6 separate regions of the Mus musculus genome follow, and regions 2, 3, 4, 5 and 6 are each linked to region 1. The links are chromatin contacts, called in public Hi-C, HiChIP or PLAC-seq and Micro-C maps. All regions are on one chromosome and are shown on one strand. The core of a region is the stretch at or near the end of the contact, and the rest is flanking DNA. Distances in the headings are between cores, read along the strand shown.

What was found. A called contact is a pair of places that touch in the nucleus more often than the background predicts. HiChIP or PLAC-seq counts read pairs in DNA pulled down with a chosen protein or histone mark.
Region 2: a contact with region 1 is called in a Hi-C map of bone marrow-derived macrophages, with 28 read pairs. The contact joins two enhancer-like sites. A contact is called at or near these places in 3 of 484 Hi-C or Micro-C datasets (all in bone marrow-derived macrophages) and 3 of 115 datasets of contacts at active chromatin or transcription factors (bone marrow-derived macrophages, microglia and neural progenitor cells).
Region 3: a Hi-C map of 3T3-L1-derived adipocytes shows a contact between it and region 1, with 5 times the contacts expected there. The contact joins two enhancer-like sites. A contact is called at or near these places in 3 of 39 promoter capture datasets (the 3T3-L1 cell line, pre-B cells and second pharyngeal arch cranial neural crest), 1 of 15 datasets of contacts at CTCF or cohesin (the NIH/3T3 cell line) and 14 of 484 Hi-C or Micro-C datasets (3T3-L1-derived adipocytes, the C10 cell line, adipose-derived mesenchymal stem cells and 9 more).
Region 4: a Hi-C map of bone marrow-derived macrophages shows a contact between it and region 1, with 23 read pairs. The contact joins two enhancer-like sites. A contact is called at or near these places in 1 of 484 Hi-C or Micro-C datasets (bone marrow-derived macrophages) and 1 of 115 datasets of contacts at active chromatin or transcription factors (bone marrow-derived macrophages).
Region 5: an HNF4G HiChIP or PLAC-seq map of pancreatic cancer cells shows a contact between it and region 1. The contact joins two enhancer-like sites. A contact is called at or near these places in 6 of 484 Hi-C or Micro-C datasets (3T3-L1-derived adipocytes, adipose-derived mesenchymal stem cells, brain and 2 more) and 3 of 115 datasets of contacts at active chromatin or transcription factors (CD8 T cells, hepatocytes and pancreatic cancer cells).
Region 6: a Micro-C map of granulosa cells shows a contact between it and region 1, with 2.2 times the contacts expected there. The contact joins two enhancer-like sites. A contact is called at or near these places in 2 of 484 Hi-C or Micro-C datasets (embryonic fibroblasts and granulosa cells) and 2 of 115 datasets of contacts at active chromatin or transcription factors (CD8 T cells and pancreatic cancer cells).

The regions. Positions count from the first base shown.
Region 1 is chr16:24,931,464-24,935,797 of GRCm38.p6, forward strand. All of the region lies in intron 10 of Lpp (LIM domain containing preferred translocation partner in lipoma), which reads left to right. Gm52245 (a long non-coding RNA gene) reads right to left here. Exons shown (of 3, transcript XR_003951917.1): 3 at 1,152-1,658. Among named protein-coding and RNA genes, the nearest start is that of Gm52245, 7.8 kb to the right of the region's middle. Within about 2 kb of position 2,423, at least 74 of the 459 cell types and tissues checked have an H3K27ac peak or open chromatin away from gene starts, as enhancers often do. A contact at or near this core is called in 3T3-L1-derived adipocytes, bone marrow-derived macrophages, brown adipocytes and 5 more, where this site is marked.
Region 2 is chr16:24,635,417-24,639,814 of GRCm38.p6, forward strand. The region is part of intron 5 of Lpp (LIM domain containing preferred translocation partner in lipoma); the gene reads left to right. Among named protein-coding and RNA genes, the nearest start is that of Mir28a, 190 kb to the right of the region's middle. Within about 2 kb of position 1,800, at least 20 of the 459 cell types and tissues checked have an H3K27ac peak or open chromatin away from gene starts, as enhancers often do. A contact at or near this core is called in bone marrow-derived macrophages and microglia, where this site is marked.
Region 3 is chr16:25,261,804-25,265,754 of GRCm38.p6, forward strand. No RefSeq gene overlaps it. Among named protein-coding and RNA genes, the nearest start is that of Tprg, 23 kb to the right of the region's middle. Within about 2 kb of position 2,143, at least 86 of the 459 cell types and tissues checked have an H3K27ac peak or open chromatin away from gene starts, as enhancers often do. A contact at or near this core is called in 3T3-L1-derived adipocytes, bone marrow-derived macrophages, brown adipocytes and 2 more, where this site is marked.
Region 4 is chr16:24,655,729-24,659,680 of GRCm38.p6, forward strand. All of the region lies in intron 5 of Lpp (LIM domain containing preferred translocation partner in lipoma), which reads left to right. Among named protein-coding and RNA genes, the nearest start is that of Mir28a, 170 kb to the right of the region's middle. Within about 2 kb of position 1,258, at least 10 of the 459 cell types and tissues checked have an H3K27ac peak or open chromatin away from gene starts, as enhancers often do. A contact at or near this core is called in bone marrow-derived macrophages, where this site is marked.
Region 5 is chr16:24,493,458-24,497,423 of GRCm38.p6, forward strand. All of the region lies in intron 3 of Lpp (LIM domain containing preferred translocation partner in lipoma), which reads left to right. Among named protein-coding and RNA genes, the nearest start is that of Gm24440, 89 kb to the left of the region's middle. Within about 2 kb of position 2,199, at least 100 of the 459 cell types and tissues checked have an H3K27ac peak or open chromatin away from gene starts, as enhancers often do. A contact at or near this core is called in muscle stem cells and pancreatic cancer cells, where this site is marked.
Region 6 is chr16:24,512,576-24,516,945 of GRCm38.p6, forward strand. The region is part of intron 3 of Lpp (LIM domain containing preferred translocation partner in lipoma); the gene reads left to right. Among named protein-coding and RNA genes, the nearest start is that of Gm24440, 110 kb to the left of the region's middle. Within about 2 kb of position 2,791, at least 41 of the 459 cell types and tissues checked have an H3K27ac peak or open chromatin away from gene starts, as enhancers often do. A contact at or near this core is called in granulosa cells, where this site is marked.

The DNA of each region.
Region 1 (4,334 bases), core at 1,173-3,672:
AAGAAATCCTTCTTAAGTTTTGCGTACAAATTATTGGTTATAAGTTGTCAAGGGGATATCTGGCTCCTACAAAGGGCAGGCCTGTTTTTTACATAGACCCTATTTCTAGGTCAGTACCAATAGGCCCTCTTCGGTCATCCCTTCACGTCATGGTAGCTTACTAGAGTGCCTTCAATACCAGCACTGGCAGCCAAAGCAGGAAATCTGGACACGGGGGCAGTTCTCCTGCTTCCAGTCAGTGTCCATGGTGTTCTGCAGCCTTATCAAACCTTTGTACAAACTACTCAGCACTGTTAGTAATCACCTGACAGATAACCTTTCAGAGCAAGACCTGAATCGAGCCGGCGCATAGCTTTGAATGCAGAATCCAGCTCCAGACTCCTGAAGGGCTGTTAAAGCACTTAGCTCTGTAGGATAGATGTGTTCAAGTGAGTACATCATGCCGGATCCTCTTCTGCAGCCGTCTTAATCAAGATGCCAAGTATCCCGTTCTTCCTGCCTCTGGGAGTGCATCCTTTTCCTGAAGCATCTCACACCTTCTTCCATTTTACAAGTACTTCTGCTGCTACTGCCACTCCCAACCCCAAAACAGCACCCAGCCCTGTTGGGATTCCTGTGGGCTGTGGTAAGTGAGACGTTTTGCTCGAGTCTGAAAAGACTACAGTGTTTCTGTGTGTACAGAACAAAAATGGAAAACCAGATCATGTGTTTATCTTAGAGCTAAAATTCCAAAACCTAATCTGAAGCGAAGGACCATATTATAGTATAAGACAGTGTCCAGACTCACTTTAAAGGAAGGCTGTGCAGGAGTCACCTTCGGACCTCTATTTAACAGTTCCAGTTCGGGCTTTTTGAAGCCGTTTTCTACAGTAGGCTGTTCTGTATTGAGCAAACATACACAGATGAAAACCCAGCAAACAGAGTGATTTAATTCATTGCTTACCCTGCTGAGTATCAAATTTCCTAACTTTCAACTAATGTTCTTTAATTCCTCTCTTTTCTTTCTTTTCTTTGTTTGTTTGGTTTGGGTTTTTGCTTTTTGTCAAGACAGAGTTTCTTTGTGTAACTCTGGGTATCCTGGAACTCATTCATTTTGTAGACCAGGCTGGCTTCAAACTCGCGGAAATCTGCCTGCCTCTGCCTCTGCCGCTGCCTCTCGATGCTGAGATTTAAGGTGTGCTCACTGCCGGCCTGGCAGCTTCCTTCTTCTTATGAATAATAATGTGGGAAGCCTAGGGAGTCTCTTTTGGCAGTCAAGACATCTTCACTTGTGTCTGTAGCAGTTTCAGTGACTGCTTTTCTCCCTTTAGCTATTTCCTCCCTCGAGCCTCCCAGCAATTGCTAGGGTTTCATAGTTCATGCTAGCTGGACAGATATTACTCTGGAGTCCTGGAAAAAGTAGAAAGTAAGGTGAGAATCACTTAGTTATTCTCTTCAGCAAAACTGTTAATGTTGTTTATATGACAGGCAGTCTGGAATAGAGTGCCTTGGGCAAACTGTTTAACATGTTTACAATCGGCCTCCGGGCAAGTGGAAGGTAGGCGTTTCCATGCACAAATGTCATTGTCCTTGAAGCACCCAACTCCTTGTGAACAATATTGTGTGTCAGCATTCTTCCCAACCAAAAGGGCCAAGTCTGTGTTCAGTTCAGTTGACTTCTGAAAGACAAGAAAAATAACTTGCCATGAGACTGTTCTGATTCTAATGCAAATTTGACTGATGTTAATTTTTCCTTATCTCTAATGAATTTCTGTGTGTGTGTGTGTGTGTGTGTGTGTGTGTGTGTGTGTGTGTGTGTGTGTTTATAAAACCTACGAGGGTTTTCATCTCTGTCTCTAAAGAACCACTTTCGTAGAATCCCACTTTTAAAAAGATACCTGAAAGCCTATTGTGTGCAACATCTGGCTCTCTGGAAATCTGTCAGAAGGAAACTTTTTTTTAAAAAAAGTTGTAAAATAAATAAAAGCCGATTTTGAAAGCATTTAAGTGGACATAGAGATTGCACGAGGAAGGCATTTATTCGAACTGGGTAATTGGCGACACTTCCTCAGGGAGGATGGGAAGGTCTGTGGCACATGATGTTAGTGGGAAAGAGGGGACAAGGATAAGAACCCTAGATGAAGATGTGAAGGCAGGAAGATTGACACATGCGTAGTCATAATCCCAGGGGCAAGAGGGCAGAGGACGAATGGAAGAGCCAGGTAGAGACCAAGCAGCTGAGCATTTTGAGAGCAAACTCTCCAGTTGATCGGAAAGCTTTGAGTGTGCTACTGCAGCCTGAATAAAAGTCTGTCTGCAGCTGCTAAACAGTAAGCAGATCAAACTGGCATTTTATCAGAAAAGGAAGATCTTGTTCTAGTCGCAGTAGATGAGAGGTCTCAGAAGGTTGCGCATTGTGATTTCAGCTACACATGCAAATCCACAAGACTCGGAGCTCATTTTTACTGTTGTGCAACAGGGTTAGTTTTGTTTTGAGCTGAGTCTCCCAAGGAAGTGTGGTAATCAGATTTCTAAATCCATCACATTAAGCCCTGTCAGCAGTGAATCATTGCCTATGTGTTAAAGGTCAAAAAATTTCCCTTTAGAAATTCATTATGGTGGTGACTGGAATGTAAATTTGAATGTTCATGTGTAGTGGGTGTGAATTCAACAGATAAAAGGCCAGAGGAGACACAGAAAAGTCCATGTTGTTATTATTTTAGGTCAGATATTTACAAATTGTACTTTAAAAGTTATGACTGCAAAAACAAAGAGTGCGTATCTTTCTGTCTTGTTTGGGCAAGGCTGTGTGCTGGCTAGTAAGAGGAGGAGCCGGTGTGCTCACACTCCCAGTGTGAACTATTACACTATTGTTCACATTTGCTTTTCCTCACTAATGTGCCCACCCACCTTAGCAGATCCCCAGCTCAATTTCCTGGAATTGTCCTATCAGAAAGTCCTGACTTCAGGACTGGATCCATGTGTGCTGCGTGTGTGCTACCATTGAGTTGAAGACTAGTTTTTATTTTCAGTATTCTTGAAGGTTTATCATCATTGTCATCACTATTATTGCTACTACTGCTACTATTACTATTATTACTATCATCATCATCATTATTATTGGTAAGTTTAACTTTCCGTGGAGTGAACCTAGACCACTAAGCTGAACTCACTCTAAATGTTTCAGAGAATTAAAATACAACACTTCTCTATAAATTTTTAAGAAAAATCTAAGTTTCTGTTTAAAAACAATCAAAAAGTGAATGCAGTGTCTTTACAGGTTGTGATGCATTCAGGAGTAGTTACGAGACAAGTAGAGTGATTGCATTACCTTCCATGAAGCTCTTGGGGAAAAATTGTCTATGTGCATGAGTGTTGTGTCTGTGCATGTGTCTATACACCACCTGAGTGCTTTGTGGACATAGAGTCTAGAAGAGGGGGTTAGATTCACAGGACTGGAGTTACAGACAGTTGTGAGCCTCCATGTGGATGCTGGGATTTGAACCTGAGTCCTCTAGTGTGCTTTTAACCCCTGACCCTTCTCTCCAGCCTTCTTTCTGTGTAGCTCTTACTAATATTTCCACTGCACCAATATTGTTTCCCACGCTGCTAGACTTTAGTTCTGAGCTTCTTGAACATGCTCTGAGTTCCAGGCCATTTCCATCCTCCTGGCCAGCACGATGATGCTCACGTCTAGATTTGGCCATTTTCAGAGCTGACGCACAGGCACTATGTCAAGCCTGTTAGGACAGTTTTCTCTAAAGCTCTCTGGGTGATCCTGACACTACAACATAGTGTTTCCAGTGGTTTCCATTGTGATTTTCATATTTTTACAGACATTCAATTCTGGACTGCATTTCAAGTCACGTGTAATCTCACATGTACTTTGAATCATAAACATTTAAATATAAATAACCAACTCATCCCTTTCCGTTTTCAAAAAGATTTGTGTCAGTGTGTGTATGAGTGTGTGTGTGTGTGTGTGTGTGTGTGTGTGTGTGTGTGCCACATTTGGATGGGTGCCCTTGGAGGCCAGAAGAGGATGTTAAGTTCCTTGGAGTTGGAGGTGGCAATGATCCACGTAACATGGGTGTTAGGAACTAAATTAATGTCCTCTGGAAGAGTAGCAAGTGCTCTGACCACTGACTTCCTCTCCAGCCCTATCTTTCTGATTTTTAAAATGAAATTGCAGTCATATATTCACATATACAAAATATATTTGTTTATATATTATATAATATATATTCTCATATATTAGACATGTTTATAGATTTGTATATAATGTATTTTACTCCTAAAGATATTTTCCAATATGTTATTAGATGTGTCCTTTCAAAATCTGGATTTTAATAGTA
Region 2 (4,398 bases), core at 550-3,049, 300 kb before region 1:
CTTTTGCTTTTTTTTCTAGGTTCTTTCCAAGCCCCATGCTTGCTTTCCAGCTTTCTAGAAATGCCCCACTTTCCCTGCACAACACCTGCTGTTGGCCATTTGTCATCCTTGTCTTCCAGAGAGCAGGTGCTGAGGACTCCAGGGCTGGAAGGAAGAGCTTCCATCTCTCCCTTGGTGGCTGTAGCCAACCAATAGGCTCTCTGTACCTAATGTGAATCTGCCTTCACCAGAGAGCACTGCAAACGCCCCAGTTGCACCGAGTCATTCAACACTGATACGTGATGCATGGAAACTTAGAATCTCAGCGGATCCACCACGGCACTTGCTTAGCTAAGCTTGGATGGAACAAGCAGCCCTCACATATCTGATCATTTTGCTGAACAGAGGATGTGCACATCATCAGGTCTTTTAAACATTTCCCATGTCAGTCGTGAAGTCAGAGTCGAGAAACATGTGATTTTATGAAACAACATAAGATGTGAAGCAAAAATGACCTCTCTGGGCACCCATGTCCAGAGGTTGGAAACATGAAGGGCAATGCTGCCACTCCTGTATGCACAGTGTTGAATTGGCTCCACCTTCTTCCTCTGACGTAGAGAGGGGTCTTGACATTGAATGACACAGGAGTGTAGATTGGGGCTGAGGAAATCCTCAGAAGACCTAACATTATGAAAAGGCTGGGTTTATAAGCTGTTAAGAGTACCACAGTGAGTGTCAAGAGATTACTTTGGGGGCCCAGGACTTATGGTAGTGCCGGCTGCAAGTTGACTCTATTTATGTGGTTTGGAAACATGGACCCACTCTCTTCTTTTGAGCATTATTTCTCGTTCTTTTTACCTTGGAGGCAGACCTGAAAGGGAGTCAGTCAGGTGTTGTAGGCGGGGCTGATGGGGCTGAAGGCAGCTCTGCAGTGCTGAGAGGCTCACCTTGTTTCCTTGTGTGTGTGAGCCCTCTGCTCAGTCCCCTGGCAGAGTTTATATACACCCCCTTAGCACTGTGGTCTCTGTTAGGTTTTAACCATCTTCTGTTGCCTCATCCTCACTCTTTATTTTGGTTTCTTTTCTTCTCCAAGGTGTTTGTGAATGCCTTTCTGTATGCAGGGCTCTTTAGAAATACATAGAGCTGTTTAAAGTAACATAATAATTGTTTATTTGCCATATCCTGCATTTTCAGTTCTCTTTTATATCTTTTATATGTGTACAACCAATTCTAAGAACCTTCTGTTTGATAGATAGGCCCAATGAGGTACGAGACTGTAAGCTATTTGAGGGGCTGTGTTGGGATTCAGAGGCAAGCAGCCATTTTCTTTGGCTGCTTTGACCTTTTGTGCTCACGCACCTTATTTACACGCTGCCAGCCTGGACCTGCCCATGCCTCACTTTGTACACCCAGCTTATTTAGCAGAGACTGTATTTGCTTTCAATAGAATAATACATGTATTATTTAATGATAACAGATAGAACATAACATTTTGTGAGGATTTATAATATACTCTTTGAGCTAGATCTAGGATATGAATATTATCTGGATAATGTGAAAACATTAATATAAGCTTGCAAACTGATCAAATATGTACAAGATATGTTTAGACACAGATAATACTTAATGAACACAGACTGGTAAGAAGCCCAGCAGGGCCCCTAGTTCACTCACTGTCCACACAACAGGAGCCACTGCTCTCCTCTCCCTAATGAGTTTAAACAGGCATATTAATCGGCTTCTGTCTGCATGACTCCAGCCTTGTAATGATCTATGCACATTGCAGACTCTCTAGAGGTTTACTGCTCCCAACAATTCAGAGTATGACATCGTATATGCTCTCTGTATCTCATGATTTTATTTCCATAGATAAAACTCAATGTGATTTAAGCATGTCTTTCTAACTTTTTGGTCTTATATACATGACTGGCTTGAGCATCTTTGTACAATATCCTTCGGGACTCGTAGGCTTAGGGTGTGGTCGGAAGCTGTATAGTTAGTCATTTTGTGCCTATCTAGTCAGTTTTAGCATTTCTGTCAAGATGTTTTACATGTAGGTTATTTCAGGGATAATGTATCCTGCTGAAGTGTGCTTGTCTTGTTTTGCCCTGGCATCCCAACACATGGTACCATGCAGTATTGTAGTTCTTGCTGATACGGTGGGGAGAATGGTAGTTCCTAGTTCTGGCTTCTGTTTCTATATGAGAAACGATGACTCAATGTCTCACAATGATGTGGAGGAAATGTCTCATGAGGAGGGCAAAGCATCTATTTCTAGTCAAATAGCTGTCTAAAATCATGATTGCAGAGGATTCTGTGACATTTCAGCAGATCTTGGGGCTAGAAACCAATTACTTTGACAGTGATGCCTTGGCCAGGACAGGTCACTTTGGTGACAGTCTTGAAGGATCCTTCTTTAATCATCTAATTACTTTTGTCTTAGTATTTACTGTGTGACAATGGGGACATGGTTGTAAGCAAAATGAATATGGCTTTGGTTTTATGAACCCTTTACTGTAGTCGGGAACATTGGTGATCAAATACTCATGGAAGCATGTGATTGTAGAACACAAGCATTGCCACACAGAGACAAGAGAGGAACTATAGTGTCTGGTACTGGTGCTCGCTTCTGTGCATGCCTGTTTGATGAATATGTGTGCTAAGAGTGTTGTAGGTTGTAGGTTGGGATAATAGTAATGGATTGGTCAGGGTTCTCTCAAGGAAAAGAACAAATTGATTAAATAGATAAATATATTCATGTACACATAAATTACATAATAACACATATATGTAGAAAGACAATTGTGCATATATATTAATTAAAGGGGTCAATTATAAGGATATAACCTTTGTATTCTACCTTGTAGGTCTCACATTGGATAGGCCTAGAATCCTAGAGATGCTCAGGCCATGAGGCTAAATGTCTCAGCACTGCCAGTCAGAGTTAACAGTCCAGAAGATTCCTGGAGAGCCATTGGTCTTCAGCCTGTGTTTGAATCCTGAGGAACTTGGTTCTAATATTGGTGATTGATGCCACACCATGATAGCTTCAAAGCGATGGAATCATGTTAGATATTGTGCTAGAAAGCTGAGCAGATGTTCCCTGTTTGTGTTGAGCTCTAACCAGTGAACTAGGTCAACACTGTCCATGGAGTTTGGCAAATATTTGATGTCCATTCCCTATGGCATGGAGATCTTATCTTGTTCTGTGACCTCCCCTTTCTAAGTATGCCATTTTCTCATATCTAAGGTATATTACTTCAAGAATCGGGTTTTTATCCCCAGGGAAAGTTAGAAAATACAAAATAAACAAATAAAAATCATCTTACTGTCTTTCAGTAAGTGGGTATCAGTATAACTACTAACCTATCTTGTTTTTTAAACTAATAGCAAGTCATTAGTCTACTAGACATTGCCTAGATAATGCTCATCTACCAAGAGGGGCAGATCTACATTTCGCTCTGATTGGTTAACCAGGATATGCAGCCATGCTAGAGGTCCTTGTTCAGTATTAGTTCTTCCACATCCCAACTCCTCATCGTGTTCTTTAATCCTAGAAAGTAATTTCTGGCACTTTCCCTCGACTGTTCAGAACCCTGGATTACTGCTGTACATCAATGATAGTACACTGGCAATAGTTGTGTGAGTGTATTGGTCTGAACCTATGAGCTGTCTATGGAACACCAGAGTCTGTATTTTTAGTTCATTTCCTTAGGCAAATACAAACATTGCACAGTTACCTCGGGCATACACAAGCTAGACTGTCAGCATGAGCACAAGGAACCTATTAGTTTAACATGTACCAGGTCCCTCCTTAAGCTTTGGATGAGAAAATCGAAAGGGGACATTTATAAGCTAAGCGCCACATGTGTGTCGGATTGAGTATAGATTACAAACCATTCAACCTATATCAAATACTGAACTTCGGCTAAGGCTGGCTTGAACTCTGAGAGATAAAGTCCATACAGTTTATCTCGCCTGTGCCATTTTAACTCAGAATTGTGTTGTATCTTAAGTTCTGGATGCTGGGGCTTCTTTCATGACTTCCAAAAGCACATACTTTTCTGGTTTTTGGTTGTTTTTTTTTTTTTAACAATTTGCCATGGACAATTTTAAAAACTGTTGTAACAATTATTTTAATGTTTCTTTCCACATATGTCATCATCTTCAGCAAGGATTGGCTCATGTACTTCTTTGTACTGCTGTTCCTCCTGTCGCATGTAGTCCCTCTCTCTTCTTTCCACAGCCTTCCTTCCCTTTGATGGTCACTTCATCTCCTCTGTACCTCAGTCCTTCCCTCCGGAATTGTCTCAGAGATAATCTCAAATATCACAGAATACAATCAGTGCTGTAAAACTGAAACTTTTGTAGGTGTGTCAAAAGCACTTCTCTCAGCCATAAATAATGTTAGGTGACCAT
Region 3 (3,951 bases), core at 893-3,392, 330 kb after region 1:
ATGTAACCCTACCACAGGAAGGGAGTCAGGATATGACTGGGCCAGATTTTGATCCCTGGTCTATTTGACATATGCATCATACCCATTCTATGATGTATGAAACAGTGTATTTTTTGGGGGAAGGGTACTTTTTCAGAGACTTAATTTCAAGGAAGACACCTAGAGTCTCTTAGAACTAAAAGGGTTGCGTTTATTTAAGAGAAGTTAGGCTTTGTGGAATCTTACTCAAATATTAGGCTTCATACTTGAAGATGATGTTTTCTCTAATAGTGGTTTTTTTAAAGCCCATAGTTTTCTTAGTTTGGTTTCTGCTGCTGAAAATTTTAAAGGCCGACTTGGAGTGGGGAAGGAGGGCGTGTTTGCTTTATGTATCCCAAGTCACAGTCCATTGAAAGGGTTCGAGGTAGGATCCCAACACAGGAACCTGCAGGCAGAAACTGAAGCAGAAGCCATAGATAAGGGCTGCTGGCTCATTGAGCCTGTTTTCTTATGCACCCAGGACCACAAGCCTAGAGGAAGGTTCCCTAGAGTGAGCTGGGTCCATCCACAGCAACCATCAATGAAGAAAAGGCTTCCCAGACTTGCCTCCAGATCAGTCTGTTGGAGGCCCTTTCTCAACTGAGGTTTCCTCTTCTCAGATGACTCCAGCTATGTCAAACTGCCAAAAAAAATAACCAGGAGAATAGGCTTAGGGAACAACTGGTGGAGCTGGACTGTCAAGAATTATGGAGAGAGTAATAGACACTTCCCCCGTTTTCTGCATCCCGGTTACCATGCCAATAGGCAGTAGAGGGTAGAGAAGAGTGTAAGCTAGCTGTGATAGAGGAACGAGGAAGGGAAACTCTTGGCCCTTTTACTTTAGGGCTGAGAGGACTTTTGCGTGCCTCTAGAGCTGTTCGGTTGGCTTGGGCATCACTTCAGAGTCCCTTGGTTTCTGGGGCACTTCAGAGACCAGCAAACACAAAGAAGTCAGGGATTCTGGTTCTAGGCTGCTTCAAAGTTCAAGCTTAGGGCTGTCTCACTGTGCTCAACAACTAAGCTGGCAAGTCCTCAGGGAAGACACTAGCTTCACAGTATTACACATGCGCAGGGAATTGCTGGTGATTTTCACGAAAGCCTGGGATTGTTATCAATGGTAGGGTCCATCAGTGGAACGTTTATGACTTCTGTCTATCTATACCCAGAAGAATATTATTTGGTCATTAAGACTTGTTGACTTCTTAACTTTGCAGTATTGTGAATGAGTCTGGAGGGCATAGCTAAGGGAAACAAGACAGGCCCAGAAAGACAAATACCACAGGGATGACCTCACCCGTTTGAGAAATCAAAACAAGCTGATGTCATACGTGTAGACTGGGAAAGTGGTAATCAGACAGTGCAGAGAGGAGGCGAAGGAAGGGAGAGTCTGGCCTATGCCTAACTGGGTAAAAGGAAGACGGTCTGTCTGTCACTATAAGCACAACTGTATAACTATGGTGAGTATTGCTCTGTGTATTTCCAAACACCTTCCACAAGAGAAGAATTTAAGTGTTCTCACAATAAAAGATTATAAATGGCTGAGGTAATTTAGATATGATAAAATACCATACTGATTATTACACAAAATGTTCTTTTTTATTTTTAATTTTTATTTATTTATATTTTTCAAAATATTCTTATATCTAACGCCTATTGTGCCTAAAAATATGTATACCTATTACATGTCAAGCAAAAATACAATAACAACGTTTAGAAAAAAATGTCAGCACTGGATATTTGTCTGACATTTGTCAGTTGCTCGGGTCTGACAGATGGATGTGGGCAGGAAGCTCTGGGACCTCAACAGACGCTGACCATCAGTGGGTGTTGGTGACCATTCCTCCCAGTTCCTGAGAAGACGGTCACCTTGTCCTTGTGAAGATCAAACTGAAATATCTATGTTCCTGCATCATGGAATACAGTTGAGCCTAAGGGACAGAGTTGTCAGGAAAGGGAGAATACAATGGCCACCTGTTATTCTTATTCGGGGGTGTGGGAATCCGACTAGCCAGTCAAAGGTTTCTTTCTGTCTTCAGAGACACGTTTGTCTGCAAGGGCAGAGATGAAAGGCACTTGTTACAAACCCTTCTTCTCCCTCATGCTGGGAGAGAGACAAAATGTCCACCTACTGCCATCTGGTGGTCATAGTTTGCACTGCAGCTTGAGTTAGCCTCTTCACTTAGAAAAGGGTCCGCTATATAGAAAAGCAACAATGAATAAACATGGTTTCTGGCCTTGAGGAACAATCAGTCCAGTAGACTTAATTGGCATGCTAGCATTTAAAGTAAAATGTGCAAGGTGTTATCAAGACGTAGCATGGGGAAGAATACCTTTGAGTTGAGTCTTGAAGCATCCTTTGTCACTTTGTCACTTTGACAAAAAGGAGGAGGCTTGTTCTACATACAGAGCACACCCCTTTGCTAGGTTAGCACCCGACTTGTTGATAAGGGATATGGGAAAGAAGGGACAGGAACGAACTGAGACAAAGGTAGGATCAGACCCCAGGATCCTTGAAATGCCTAACCAAGGAGACAGGTCTGCTCTAGAGCATTAAGCCAGAATATAATGGGGTCAGAGTTTGCTGATAAAAGGCAGACCTCCATTGTCTGCACATAAGCTTTCCAAGTATTCATCAGTGGAAGTCATTATTTGAAATACATAGAAACATCATGGTTATGACTGAAGACAGAGTTTGTAGGTCAAAAGTCATTTCAACACCATGTCCCACATGATTGGTGCATGCCAACACTTTTTGACAGGCCAAATGGCTCAATAGAGCCACATTTAATAACCCCTGCTGCAGGAGAGGTTCTAACCTAATATGATCAACACCTTTGTGGTTTTAGAGCCCACTGTACTGTCCAGCCTACAGTAGGCTACTTATAAATCAGGTCTGAGATAGTAGTCCCCTGTTCTAGACCTGTTCTAAACATTTAGTTTCATGGTCATCCCAATTTTATTGGTCAGTTTCCAAACAGGACCTAGATCCCTCATCCCTAGCTTCTAGTTTTATTTTGTGAGAGAAAGGTTGGTATTAGCCATCTCTCTAGTCTCTACTAAGCATCTTTTGTCTGCCACCCCATGTATCAACCCACATTAGGTGTCTCCAACCTACTTGTCATCCCCAACCCACAGATTGCCTGATGCAGTTATGAGAAGCATCACCTCACATCTCACAGCGGCATTCGGTCTACGAACCACACTTTATACTCAAACTTCACTTTGTACTCAAGAACTTTCCGCTATATGGCTGCAGGACCCCGATTTGTGACAGAGTGCGGCTGGCTGCATGGCATTGCCTTCGGTGAGAAATTTCAGACCAATAATTGACCAAGCGTGAGTGGCCTCCTGATGGGCAAAGACGATTCCATTCCCCAATGCCATTTCTGGTGCCAACCGCAGATTCCCACCCACCAAGCAGTATTTCCTGTGATTCGCCCTCTTGTTCCTTGTCTTTACTCACGCTTTGCCCACTCTATCTGCACGGCAGGGTCAGTTTGCTCTCACTCTCCCACATAACTTCGCTGTTTCAAGGCTGTGTCCGGAACTGCCTCCTTCTCACCATCTGGCCACTATCTGCCATGCCTTCCCACCCGGCCCCCACCTTTCCTTGGAAGCCTTCACGCAAAGATGCTAACTCACTCAGTGACTTTTCCCACAGTGCTCAGTGTGTTCCCTGTGGCCGGATAACTACTTCCACAATGAATCTTCCTTAGGCTCATTGTTATTTCCCTGAGAGCTCCTAGACCCGACTTCTTTTATATGGCTGCTGCCAAGTTCAATAAACATTAAGCAAGTGAATATCACACTCTATAGCTAATGCTTTTGGGCTGTTCTAGCCTTCATTAAAGGAAATGGAAATGTACCACAGCCGCTTGCTTTTGATGACTAGAGGCAAGGCAGTGGAACAGGAGACTCTTACTCACTTCAGTC
Region 4 (3,952 bases), core at 8-2,507, 280 kb before region 1:
CAGTACCTGGTCATTGTTGGTGAGGATGGCAAATACAGGATCAACAGAGCTACAACTCTCTTCGTTACCCATGGATGCACTGTGTGGAGGACCCGCTGTCGTGCAGGCTTCATGCTGTCCTTGAAGAGATTCTGCCTGGCATGGCCACTACTGGTCATCTTCAAATGGGTGGGATAGTTCGGCAAGATTCATTCAGCACAGTAATATTCACTTGCCAGTTTCTGAGTTATAAATTAAGATTTTTCTTGTTGCATTATTGTTTTTGTCTTTTGATGTTGGGTTGATTTTTATCCATAACGACTTTCAAATTTTTATTTCGTCTTTTCACACTGAGAATGTTCACGTTTTAGTATTGGGGCTGAGGGTGTCTCAGTAACTGGTAGAAGACTAACACATCCAATTCAACCTGCTGTCCTGTTTACTTTTATTGTTAATGTTCATGGACATGGTGGCTGTTTGGATCGCAGTTGCTCTGTTTTTGTGAGACAGGAAGCACCTGGGACATTTGTGAGTGCATGCGACTCTAGTCTACTTCTCAGAAGCATGCTCTTCTTCACCGTGTGGATCGTGTGGAATCTGTTCTGTGTTTTCTCCTGAGAACTGGAATCTTTACAGCACGGTGCTATGTGATAGAGATGTGGGATATGCTCCATCAGCCATGGTACAGCAGGGTCTACCTCTGGGTGGAGAGGTTATCTGTGAGTTTAGGAAGAGTTCTGATGAAGTTAGTGTAGTCCCAGAAGTTCAGTATTAGCTAAATATGGAGAGAGACTGTCCAATTTAAAAGTGGGGAGACGTCATCTTTTTCAAAGATAATAAATCTTCTTGCTTTCAATCCGAGGATCTCAAAGAGCATTTTGAGCTGAGTTATTTAGAAAGATGCCCGCACATTACATTTTAGCTTGGGTAAATATAGGGATGCATTAAAATTAAACTCTGGCTTTGAGGAGATTCTGCGATTCATTTCAAAGTATCTTCCTTCTGATTCTTAAAAATGGCAAAGTTACAGTTCATATTTATTGCATAGAATTAAAGATAAACAGAGAAAAGAGAAAGCAGCGTTTGTTGTGCCATGAGCTCTGGGTAACCTCTGGCAACATCTAGCCATGTAGAAAGCACCGTGCTGCAAGCACCCTTCGGAGCCTGGCCTTCGTCTCCTCTACTTGGTAATCTGCTGGTTCTTCCTCTCCTGCCCCCAGATATTCTGTGACTCACTCCCTTACTCCATTTACATTTTTGCCCAAATGCCACCCTGGTGAGGTATTTCTCAATCCTGTTCTTTAAAGCTGCAACACCCTGCTACCATCCCAGCTATTCCCCTTCCTTCCTCTGCCATTTCTCCTCGTATGTATTGCTACTTGACATTCAACTCATATTATCTGTTTATTTCTTAATCATTCTTTTTTACCTGCTCCAGTGCAGGTTTTACAGGGGGCAACATTTCCATTTGTTTTGTGCGTTTACCTGTTTGTACCTTTATATGGCAGAGCCTAGAGAAATGACTGGTGCACAGAGGGCACTGAGTAAATGATAGATGACAGAAACAGAAGACACCATCAGCTGGGTGGCTCTCCGGCTTTCCAGTGTGGGAGCAACTGCAGTCACTGTGTAAGCAGTGCTATACTGAGGAGCATTATTCAATTATTGAATGTGACTATTTCGTAATTAAAACCTATAAGTACAATTGAGGGTTTCATACCATTTGCCATATTTTGTAAAGGGACCTGCCTACTAGGATCACATACAGCTCTTTACCGGCTTATTTTCACATGATATTTCCAGTTGGTGGATGGTGTTTATAAATCCTCATATGATGATGTTGAATGTGTATTTTTGATCCATACATGTGTGAGGGAAAGAGCAAAGCAGGGTAATTCCCATCTCTATCACCTCAGACACATTTTCATTAGTTATCTTAACCCTAGTGTTTTCTTAAAAATAACACTGTCTGGTAGAGTTCTAAGTACAGTCCCAATTAGTAATTTAGTTAGTTAGGTGAAGAAAATGAAGATTGAAGGATAGAATATTAATTTTTCTAATATCTTGCCATGTTTGTTTACACGCCCACATTTTAGATTGCCCAGATAGCAACTGAAAGAACTTTAGTCAGTGTCACTTATCTCCTTATTCATGGTGAAGGTAGGTTCTTCAGGAGAGGGATTGGTGCTATTTTCATGACAATGAAGACAAGACAGCCAGCACTAGCCATGAATGGCCTTGAGAGTGAACATTCCCCAATGAGTTCTCACATAGGGAGAACATGAATTCAGGCTCTGCATATTAAGGGTTCTGTGACACTCAGTCTTTGTGTGGGTCTCTGACTATTCTTAGGTATTGTGCACATGTCACATCCTGTCCCCTCTCCATGTAACTTCATTTCACGAGCCACCACACTCTGTGAACCTTGCAAAATCTGGTGTGTTCTGTTATGTGGCGTTGAGAAGAGTCTTCCAGGCTACTAGTATCCTGCCAGACCTAGAAACCAGACACGGTATTAAGTCTGAAAGAAGAGATTCAAGAAAACACTGATGTATATACTTCTTTCTTGGACTGAGATTCACGAAACATAACGGTCCACACAGGGCACTGAGGGAGGAACATCACACGTTCAAGCCCAAAGATGGAGACCATGTTACAAAGAAGAGGGAGGGAGAGAGGGAAGACCGAGATTCACATAGGAGTATCTGGATCGATGAGCCTGGCAAACTCCCCTAGTCAGTTAAAAGACAGGAGCTGGATAGAGTGAGGAAAAGCTTCATTACTTAGAGAAGCCACACATTCCTAGCTTCAGTTTTGAACAGAGGTGTTCATAAGTTGAAAAGGCTGAGAAGGTCATTCAATGGATGAGAAAGGTTTATTTTCTTGGTCTGTCACATCACAGCACTTTCTGATGGTTTCAAGGCACTGCTCAGCTAAATATCTGATGAAGACATAGGCTCCTCATACCAGTTCATTTCATGGGCTTACCCGATTAGGATGCCCACCAGCTCTCTCCTTCCATTCTCAGATGCATGTGTGGCCACTGTCACTGTGGCATTCAAAGGTGCTTCCTGTCCCCTAAAGAACTTAAAACAAATTTAAGAGTCTTTGGAGAGCGAAGGAGAAGGATCTAGGTGCCCCCTTTTCCCAGTTTGAAGTAAGAGGGAAAGCATTGATGATTGCAGCAGTGAAAAGAGAAGACTTTGTTATATTCTTGCCTCCAAGTCTGCTCTCTACTGGCACAGTTCAGCTTCTTAAAGGCCGCTTACCATTTTTCACCCTCTAAGGAATTTATTGCCATCATCTCTGTGATAACATACATTTTGTAGGTTTATCACACATCTATCATTGAGTATGTTTTTCTATTGGATGTTCATCTATACATCAGAATTATGGCATACAGATGATGACAAAGAGTTGTGCAGGTTCTTCATTCCAGTTCCTACAGCTAGGGCATTTCTCCTCCAGAGCATCCCCTTCCAGTACCTCCCCCTTTCGTGCCCACCCCATTGCTGCATTAGCATGCAAGTCCCAGTATAGGATGTAGGAACCGAAACCTAGATGATTGAACTTAGTGAACTGAACCCTTGGTTGTAGTCAGTGGTTGATGGTTAAGAGGTTAACAGCTGGCTTCTTAAGAACCTACATCATCTTTCTTAGAATTAGGTTCTTTGTTGTTTTCATATTATTTCTTTGTTAAAGAAGTCAGTTTTTCTTTCTCTTTAATCCTTCTGGGATTACCATCAGCCTGTGCATCTCTTTAAGTTCTTATAGACAAACAGGATAAAGGAGAATATACTTAGGAGGTATTTCAGAGACAGAGTTGTACCTTTATTTTTAAAATTATTTCTGTGATATTTTGGTTTACTCATATGCATGTTATGGGCCTTTTGAGTCACCCTATATGATAGGGATACCAAGAGTTCAGGCAGGTTTGAGAATGTCTGATGGTCTGATAATTTGAAATGCCACA
Region 5 (3,966 bases), core at 949-3,448, 440 kb before region 1:
GTCTTGTGGGTGACCACATTCTGTATGAGTCTTACATGGAGTTCAGAGCTCAGAGTTTAAAGAGCGCTTTTTCCTTTCTCTTCATTCCATCGGGTTCTTTTTAAAAACGCAAGATTTTATACATTTACATTAATATTAGTAAGCTTCCACCCTATTGAGTTGTGTACTAGTGGGCAAGGGATTTCTACTTCTAAGACCTCTTTTCCCTTTTTCACTAGAATAATTAGTCTTCCTAGTCAAACCTTTCTAAGTTTGATATGATTTTGGGATGTGTAGGTAACTAAAATGTTTTAAATGGAATAAAAATTTCAGCGATATTTCAAATACCTTTTTTACTTCTGAAATGCAGTTTCCAAAAATTGAAAGTCGATACCAGTGGAAGAAGTGCCTGTGCCATGCAGGAAGACAAAGGCTCAGCACAGGCTCTGGTTGTCTACGCAGTTGTGCCTTGCTTTCTTTGGAATGAACTTTTTCCCCCCTAGCACTTAAGTTTACAACAGCTCTCACTTCCAAACACACAAGCGTGGCTGTGCTCTTGGACACACATCCATAGACAGATACATACAATTGTGAAGGTTTTATTGCTCCCGTTGGCAGCTTGAACCTGGGAGAGTGGGACCTAAAAGGGAAGCTGATTAAAGTCTCATGTAATAGCCAACTTTATTTAGAGCACTGGACAGTTTATACGCTGAGGGTTAAGAAGAGTCGCCAGAGTTAAATGCACAATGAAAAGGACACGACAAGAAATGTTTTCCCATAGAGGCACGTGACTAAAACAGCTGCAGTAAACTCATTCCCATGCCTTCACGTGGGGGGAACACAAAATCGCATTCTTTGTTTTAAAGAAACTTACTTCACAAGACTTTTGTCTTGTTTTTGTTTGTTTGTTTGTTTGTTTTTTGGGTTTTGTTGTTGTTGTTGTTTTTGTTTGTTTGTTTGTTTGAGTTTTCTCACAAGGCCTCAGGAATCTCTCCTCACACAGCTTCATCCATGGCCCGTGTTTCCACGGTGGAGAACAGAAGCCTCTGAGATTTGCTAACCTTGCCGCCCTCTCTTCCAATCTGGTTCTCGTCCCTTTAAGTGAGCATAAGAAAACAAATCAAAACCAAACCAAAGCACCGTTTCTCCCCTTTCTAAGTTCAGGGTGTGAATCACTTCTCCCTGCCCTCTGCATTTCTGTGAATGTTTCCTAGATGGACTCAGTGGGCTTCCAGTAAAGACAAACAGCTCAGAGAGCAGATTGCACTCACACTCACAGCCTGAGTCCTGTGACCCAGACATTGGAACTCAGTGCCTAATATGGTAATAAGAGGAGCAGGAGAGGGAGCCGACGAGGATGCCAGACATGCAATGCATTGCTAAGAAATGTACGTGCACTACTGAAGAAACAGGGCGCTTGCTCCTTGATTTCCACGTTATGTAGGACATGAACTGTGAAGTTCTGAGAAAGAAGCCAGTGTTCCAGGCATCTGCCACAGGGAAAAGTTTATTTTCCCTTTGCTCTTCAGACATGAGTCGGCTTAATTCAGTTAGTGTTCAAATCAATGCTAGCATGGGATGGGAACTAAGAAATCATTCTTACAGCCAGCAGACATAGGTTTTCTGCCCAGTTCGACTGCCATTCAACTGTGAAACGCACTTTCTTCCTGGCGTGCCTTTTTCAGCCGTGAAGTGGCTGGATGCTGTGATCTCCAAGACATCTAACGTATCTGTTTGCTTTCCTTCTAATTTTGTCTGAGATAATTTCATTTCCTGTGGAATTCCCCAAACAAAGCATTTTCTAATTCTTCCAGATACTTTCTGTGACTTGAACTAAAAAGACAGAATAAATACTGGCTTTGCATTTCCATTGTGACTTCCTTAAGTATGTTTGGCAGACTGTTCCCTGTGCTTGGCAGAGCTTTTCTCGATCCTAGGCACATTATGCCTTTCTTCCACCTTGGTCCACCTCCTTTCCCCATTCTCTTATCTCTGGACAATCAGTGTGTGTAGGGAGGCATCTAGTACATGGCGCAGGTTTACACCACAGTTTTACACTAATTCAATGCAGCCTTTCCATGGCCTTGCCCAGTCATTGCTGCTCTTATCCATTCAGCCTGCTTTATGGGAGAAGTGGGGCCAGCAGGAGGGAGGTCCCACTGCTTCCCTGCACTCTACAAGATGGAACTGGGCATGAGAGAGTTTTCCAGGCAGGGACTGGATGAGTCACTGGGCTGTCACAGATGTTAAATAAGACTGAGAGAAGAATGGAGTGTGGTCATCTGCGTGTGAGGCAATGAAAGGCTTTGAATGCTTTCTGTCTTTATGGGTTCTGCAATCTGTTATCCCTAAGTGCTGTAGTCTTGTTACGGGCATCTGTGACTTACCCTTTTGGTAGATGGTTGTAGTCAACGCTGACCTCTCCCCATTCGCAAGGTGTATTTCTAACATAAGATAAAGGAACTTTCTCTGACAGAAGATAAAGGAAATTCTTGACAGATTTCCAGCCTTGTGGTTATTATATCGCAATGGCAGCTTGTCTATCCCAAGTAACTGTAGAAAGTTACTGCTCTGAGAAAGCCATAGGGCATTAGGAGTCCCCCTTTCCCTTGTTAAGGACCCTGCAGGAACTACATTTCCCTGTTACAGTTTAGGCTGGCTATAGAGCAGCCCCCTGGTCCTGGGAGAAAGGGGAGGGCAGAGATGAAGCTGTATAACAGAGGGGTTGCTTTGGAGAGATCGGGAGACAAGAGGTCTGTGTTCTGGGGAAGCCATGTCAGAGCTCACTCTTGAGTCATGCTTCATTCTCCAGATCCTCATTTCTCTGTCTGGCAAATACGATTGGTCCTTGAAAGTCTCTTCTAGCCCCAAAGCCTACAGATCAGTTTCTTTGTGTTTCATGTTGTTCCTTCTTGTTCAGCAGTACCAAGTGGATCGATTTGCATCAAATTGCCATTGTGTTCTTTAACACCAAACAGAGCCCAGACAAAGCCACACTTTTGCCTTAGGTGTTCACTGTAATATCGAGATCAGATTCTTCCGTGTAGCGTCTGACTCCCCTTTATCACCTAGTTCCAACCCATGGTGCTCGTCGAGGGCAACCGTTTGCTTGTCTGGGTGGCACCATCTTAAAGATGACCTGAGTGTGAGCACTTTGTGCTGTACAGTATAAAAGAATGAAGGCACTGAACACTGTGCATGTTGACTTCTTCTCAGGGCCAGAACCGAAGGGTAAAGAGCAAGCACGATTTCTGGGATTCTCTAGCAGTCTCTACAAATAGCTCAGAGGTAGACGTAGGGACACCGAGACCAGTGCATCTTCTGCTTCAGTAAAAGCATAAATTTTAATGGTTACAAATGCGTGGTGCTATTATGAGGAAACCACAGGAAAGACCAGTCATATAAACAGTAATAATTTATTGACCATGACTAATCCTTTGGGGAGTATGATAGATGACGTAGGCTTATAAGCGCTTTACAGTGGACTAACCCCTTCCACATTCAGTAATTCACCAGCTCTCTATACCTTGTCCATAAGGGTGGCAGGCTTGTGAGTGTTACCTTCATTTTACTAATGACCACAGTGAGGCTCAAAGAGAGCTGTTGGGCATTTGGTGAGAAGGTGGCAGGATGGAGAGTGTTTGTGGTTTTAGGCTGGTACCTTTATTTTTGTTTAAGGTTTAGCTTTCCTGATAAAGCAGCATGAGGGCCCACACTCTGGTGTGCCCATACACAGCTCTATGCAGACCAGAGGATGGTAGGGGATGCTATTTCATTAGTCTTGAATGCTGTGATGTTTGGTGACTGGTTCTGTGATTAGCAGGGCTATGTGTCAGTCTGTTTCTCTTCTCAGCTGAATTATGCCTGCCCCGCTGATGGACAATAGTGGTAAGGAGTTCTGGTTGCTGACTGCTCATTCGTGCGTGCCTGCCTTCACTTATTTAGGGCAATGACGAACTAATCATTCTCTTAATTTTTGTTTAGTGC
Region 6 (4,370 bases), core at 1,541-4,040, 420 kb before region 1:
TGACAAACTTCGAAAGTACCAGGCGGGGGCCGGGTAGAAATGTCTTCAATAGTAATGCACTCTAATTTAGGTCCATCAGGCAGCTTTTCCGAGTGGGCATATTGCAGACAGTTTTCCAGGTGCTCTGCGGACATGGACTCTGTGCTGGTGGCTGCTTTAGGATCCCATGTTTTATGTGCCTCCGTGTTCCAAGCAGCAGCTGGACAGTGTTTCTGTGTGGTGTGTGTATGTGTGTTTTCCTGGAATTGATAGTATGGATTTGGGGGCATTGTCTTACCTACTCAAAATAGAAACACTTGCTCATATCATTAGAACGAAACCTTTATAGGAAAGGACGTTAAGATGAAGCCTTCTGCTGAGTGTGGGGCTTTCTGGTTCTAAAGCACTTGAACACAGATTTTTTTCTGTGTACTTTGTAGTGTCGCTAAGAGGCAGACAAGGCAGCGATTCTCTGGAGTGCCCTTCTATAGTATGTAACTGAGGCTCATGGAGGGAGGCACAGGGGGTTTCCTTGAAGCAATGATGGATGCAATCCCAGAGCATTTGACTCTGGGGTGGGATCCATTTTGCCACCTTGCCTTGAGTTCAGTGGGGTCAATGTTACCAAGTGCTACCAGATTATACAAAGTAGGAATTTATCCTAATAATAATCATTTTAACTTTCTTCTTCAAGTAGGTTGGTTAAAACCATCTATAACTTGCTAAGAATTAAGTATAAATATAATTAAAACTCTAGGACTTTCAGTTAAACCAGCATGTGTTTCTCAAAAAAAAAAAAAAAAATTCAAATGTCAAAGTATTTCCTGAAACTTGCTTTAATGAACAGGAGAGGTGAAGGCAAACCTCCCTTTTTGCATGGTGATTAGGAAACAGGATGTGCAAACCTGCTGTATGAATTTAAAGAGGCGCACTCATGCTGATGCGAAACCTGGATGGGCACCTCGCAGAGTTTCATGCTGGCAGAAATGTTAAGCGGAAGAAGTTCTCCTTCAGCATATTAATGACTTTGGGTTTGCATGAAAATAAAAATGTTGGATATGAGAGATTATGTTTCTAGACATAAGAAAACAAAACAAAACCGCAAAGCAAACAACAACAGCAACAACAGAACAAACCAACCAAAGTGACTCTAGGATCCAGCTCTGATTACAGGCTGGTTTTATTAGAGAGCCCAACATGTCCTCAGCCGAGATGACAGAGGGATGGGAAATGCTCCTGAACTTCTTGCTGACTTGGACTCGCTTGGAAGTCCAAGCACTCTGCTTGCTTGAAAGTGGAAAGAATTATATTCTCTTAGGCAAATGCTTTGGAATCCCTCAGAGTCTGAGGCACCTAGGAAGTCTGGAGCAGAGAATGCACGTTATGGATCATGGTTTTCTTCCATCGTACTGTGTAGTTTCTCGTGCGGCAACTTCTGAGTGTACTGTTCTCTTCTTGAAGGGCTGCAGCAGAAGCAAACGGAATAGGCTTCCGTTTGTGTGGCTGACTTTCTCGATCCCTTGAATTTCTGAGTTCGATGGTCTTTGTTGAGGTCTACAGAGTCTAGTGATACTTTTTAGTGTGCTTTATGCATCAGATATATATCAGCGTGTATGTTTTAAGGTCATATACCTGCGTATTCTCTACCTTCACAGGAGTCTGTATATCCTACACCCCTTCTTCCACTTCACACAAGTTTAGAAATGAAGCTTTTGTGGCAAGGGTAGCGTAGAGGACAATGAAGGATTTTCCTCTCTTTGGCTTACATTCTTCTGTTTCTTCAGATTGGATGATACCGGTTACTTTTGGAAACCTTGAAAATATCCTTAAGTTAGATTACGGTGATGTTAGTACAAGTCTCTGACTTTATTTTGTATATGAATTACATCTCAGTATCATTATGAAGAAATTTAGTCTGCCCTTCAGTCAAAAGCTTTCCAAGTTCCTTTAGGGAATCAAAATAGGGTATATTGCCAAGTTTTTACCTCACCTTGATTTGTTTGGGGGCAAAGTTGTCTTGCATATTAACAATGATGAACAGAAATAAGAAAATGCTGATGAGATAATCAAATCCACCAAACCCCAAATCTATTTCTTCTTTACTTTGCACACAGTCTGTTTTTTGAGCCTTAAAAACTAATACTTCCTAAAATGTTGATTAATGAGCTATCCGATAAGAAATAACAGGGTACTGACAGCCCTGATTGTATAAATAGGCGTTTGGGATTGTGTTCATGGTTTGCTTGTCAGCACAAGAGAAGTGTGTGATTATGTTGAATGATGGTTAATTTTCTTATCCACCCATTTTAAAAATAAAGATATACAGCTGGAAGACAGGTGCCCTGGAGGTGAAAAGGAGCCCCGCAGCCGTGTTACTGAATCCAGAAGGGTTTAGAAGGAGCACATTCCGGTTTAAGTGTGTTAGCATTTGTATCCTGGGTGGATTCTGGTCATGCTTTGGAGTTGGAGAATGCTCCTTCCTGGTCCTTTACACAGAATGTTTGATTTACTCTTTCTTGCTTTGGGGTGAGTCTAGACAGCGGCTGCTCCTCTTCCTCATCGGTCCTTGCCTCATCCTTGTGGACGTGCTTGGAGGCAAGAGAGGACTTGCCTTTCCACCTTTGCAAGTGTGCCCTTTGTACACTAACAGTCCTCTTTGATTAAGTATCCAGTGAAACCAATTCACATGAACTCCAATTAAACTTTAATGAACAAGTGGGTGTATTAATATCAGCTGAGTAATGTAGGCAGCACAGATTCCAGTAAGTGACTCACTTCTCTGTGCAGCTCATTGCCCATGCACCGTTAGAGTTACTAGAAAGCTTCCAGCTATATTTGAGTGGATCTGGTCTGGGTCTTGAAATTCTAGCAACCCTCAGGGCTTGTTATTCATCTAGTGACAAAACCACAGTTATCCAGACCTCTGTTTTCAAAGCAAGTTTGGGGATGGGAGTCTTGTTCACATCGACCAGTTAGGCTTTCCGTGGAGCAGTGCCCGTTAGGACTTTCTTTTTGCCTTCTTCTTGTGACTGCTCCCACTCCTTCAGTGGCAATTCTTTTCCTCCTCCAAACCTAAAAGCACATGGTCTGAATTAGCGTCCTAGTGGCTCACTTCCATCTGCATCTGCTGCTCTGCTTCAGTAGATGAGTTCTCATGGCTACACCCCAGACAGTATGATGATCTTGGAATGGTGTACCTTTGTGGGTACAGCCCTGTGTGGGCTTGAGACTGAGGATTATATCTTCTTCGTGGGAAAGATGATGGTCAATGTGTCTTAGGGTTCCTGCTGCTGCCGTCAAAGATCATGACCACAAAGCAAGTTGGGAAAGGGAAGGATTTATTTGATTTACACTTCCTTCCTTCCTTCCTTCCTTCCTTCCTTCCTTCATCACTGAAGGAAGTCAGGACAGGAAATCAAACAGGGTAGGGACCTGGAGGCAGGAGCTAATGAAGAGGCCATAGATGGGTGCCACATACTAGATTGCTTACCCTGCTTGCCTAGCTCGTAGAACCCAGGACTGCCAGTCCAGGGATGGCACCATCCACATCGGGCTGGGTCCTCCGGATCAGTCACTGATTAAGAAGAGTCTTACAGCTGGACCTTATGGAGGCATCTTCTCCATTGAAATTTCCCTCTTTCAGATACTTCATTTGTGTGTCAGGTTGGCATGAAATTAGCCAGCACAAAATATAAGAGACCTGGCACATAAGATCTCAGTAAATGTTTGTTAACTTGGCTGAATGGAAGAGGGCTGGAAAGGATGATTTGGAAATGAATGGACTTAGTCATTGATAATTCAGGAGGTCTCAGTCCTGTCGACATTGGACTTACATTAGATTTAGAATGTCTGTGTGACCTCAGAGTGACAGAGGACAGAAACTTGGAAGAGGTGATTTGCAGGGAGCATTTAAAGAACAAATTCCAGAAACTGGCTGCACGTGAGAAGGTGAGGGGTTGGGATGGGGACAGGAAAGGATGTGGGAAGGCCATGCCAGGCTATCCAGGAGCAAGAGCAACAGTGGAAGCATGGAGGTATGAGGCAGTGATCATTCAGTGTGTGTTAGAGCAGGAGACATACTGAGAGTCCTGCATCTCACCAACAGTTGGCCACCAATCCTCATTCAAGTTCCATTTGCTGTTCTTTCTCTGTTCTTTTGTACTTACTGTAAACCAGTTAAAGCTGATGCAGATGCCAGGCAGAGAGGCACTGTAGAGAGGTCTTTAAGTCTTTCAGCTCAGTGGGCTTGCCAACATGGCAACCATTTGACGTTCTCCCAGGCATTCCCTCCACATTAAGGGGCTACATCTGTCCATCCTGCAGCCTGGAAGATAAGGGAGTATGCACTCCAAGTAGTCAGATGAGTCTCAAGGTTTGGAGTAAGGGACTGC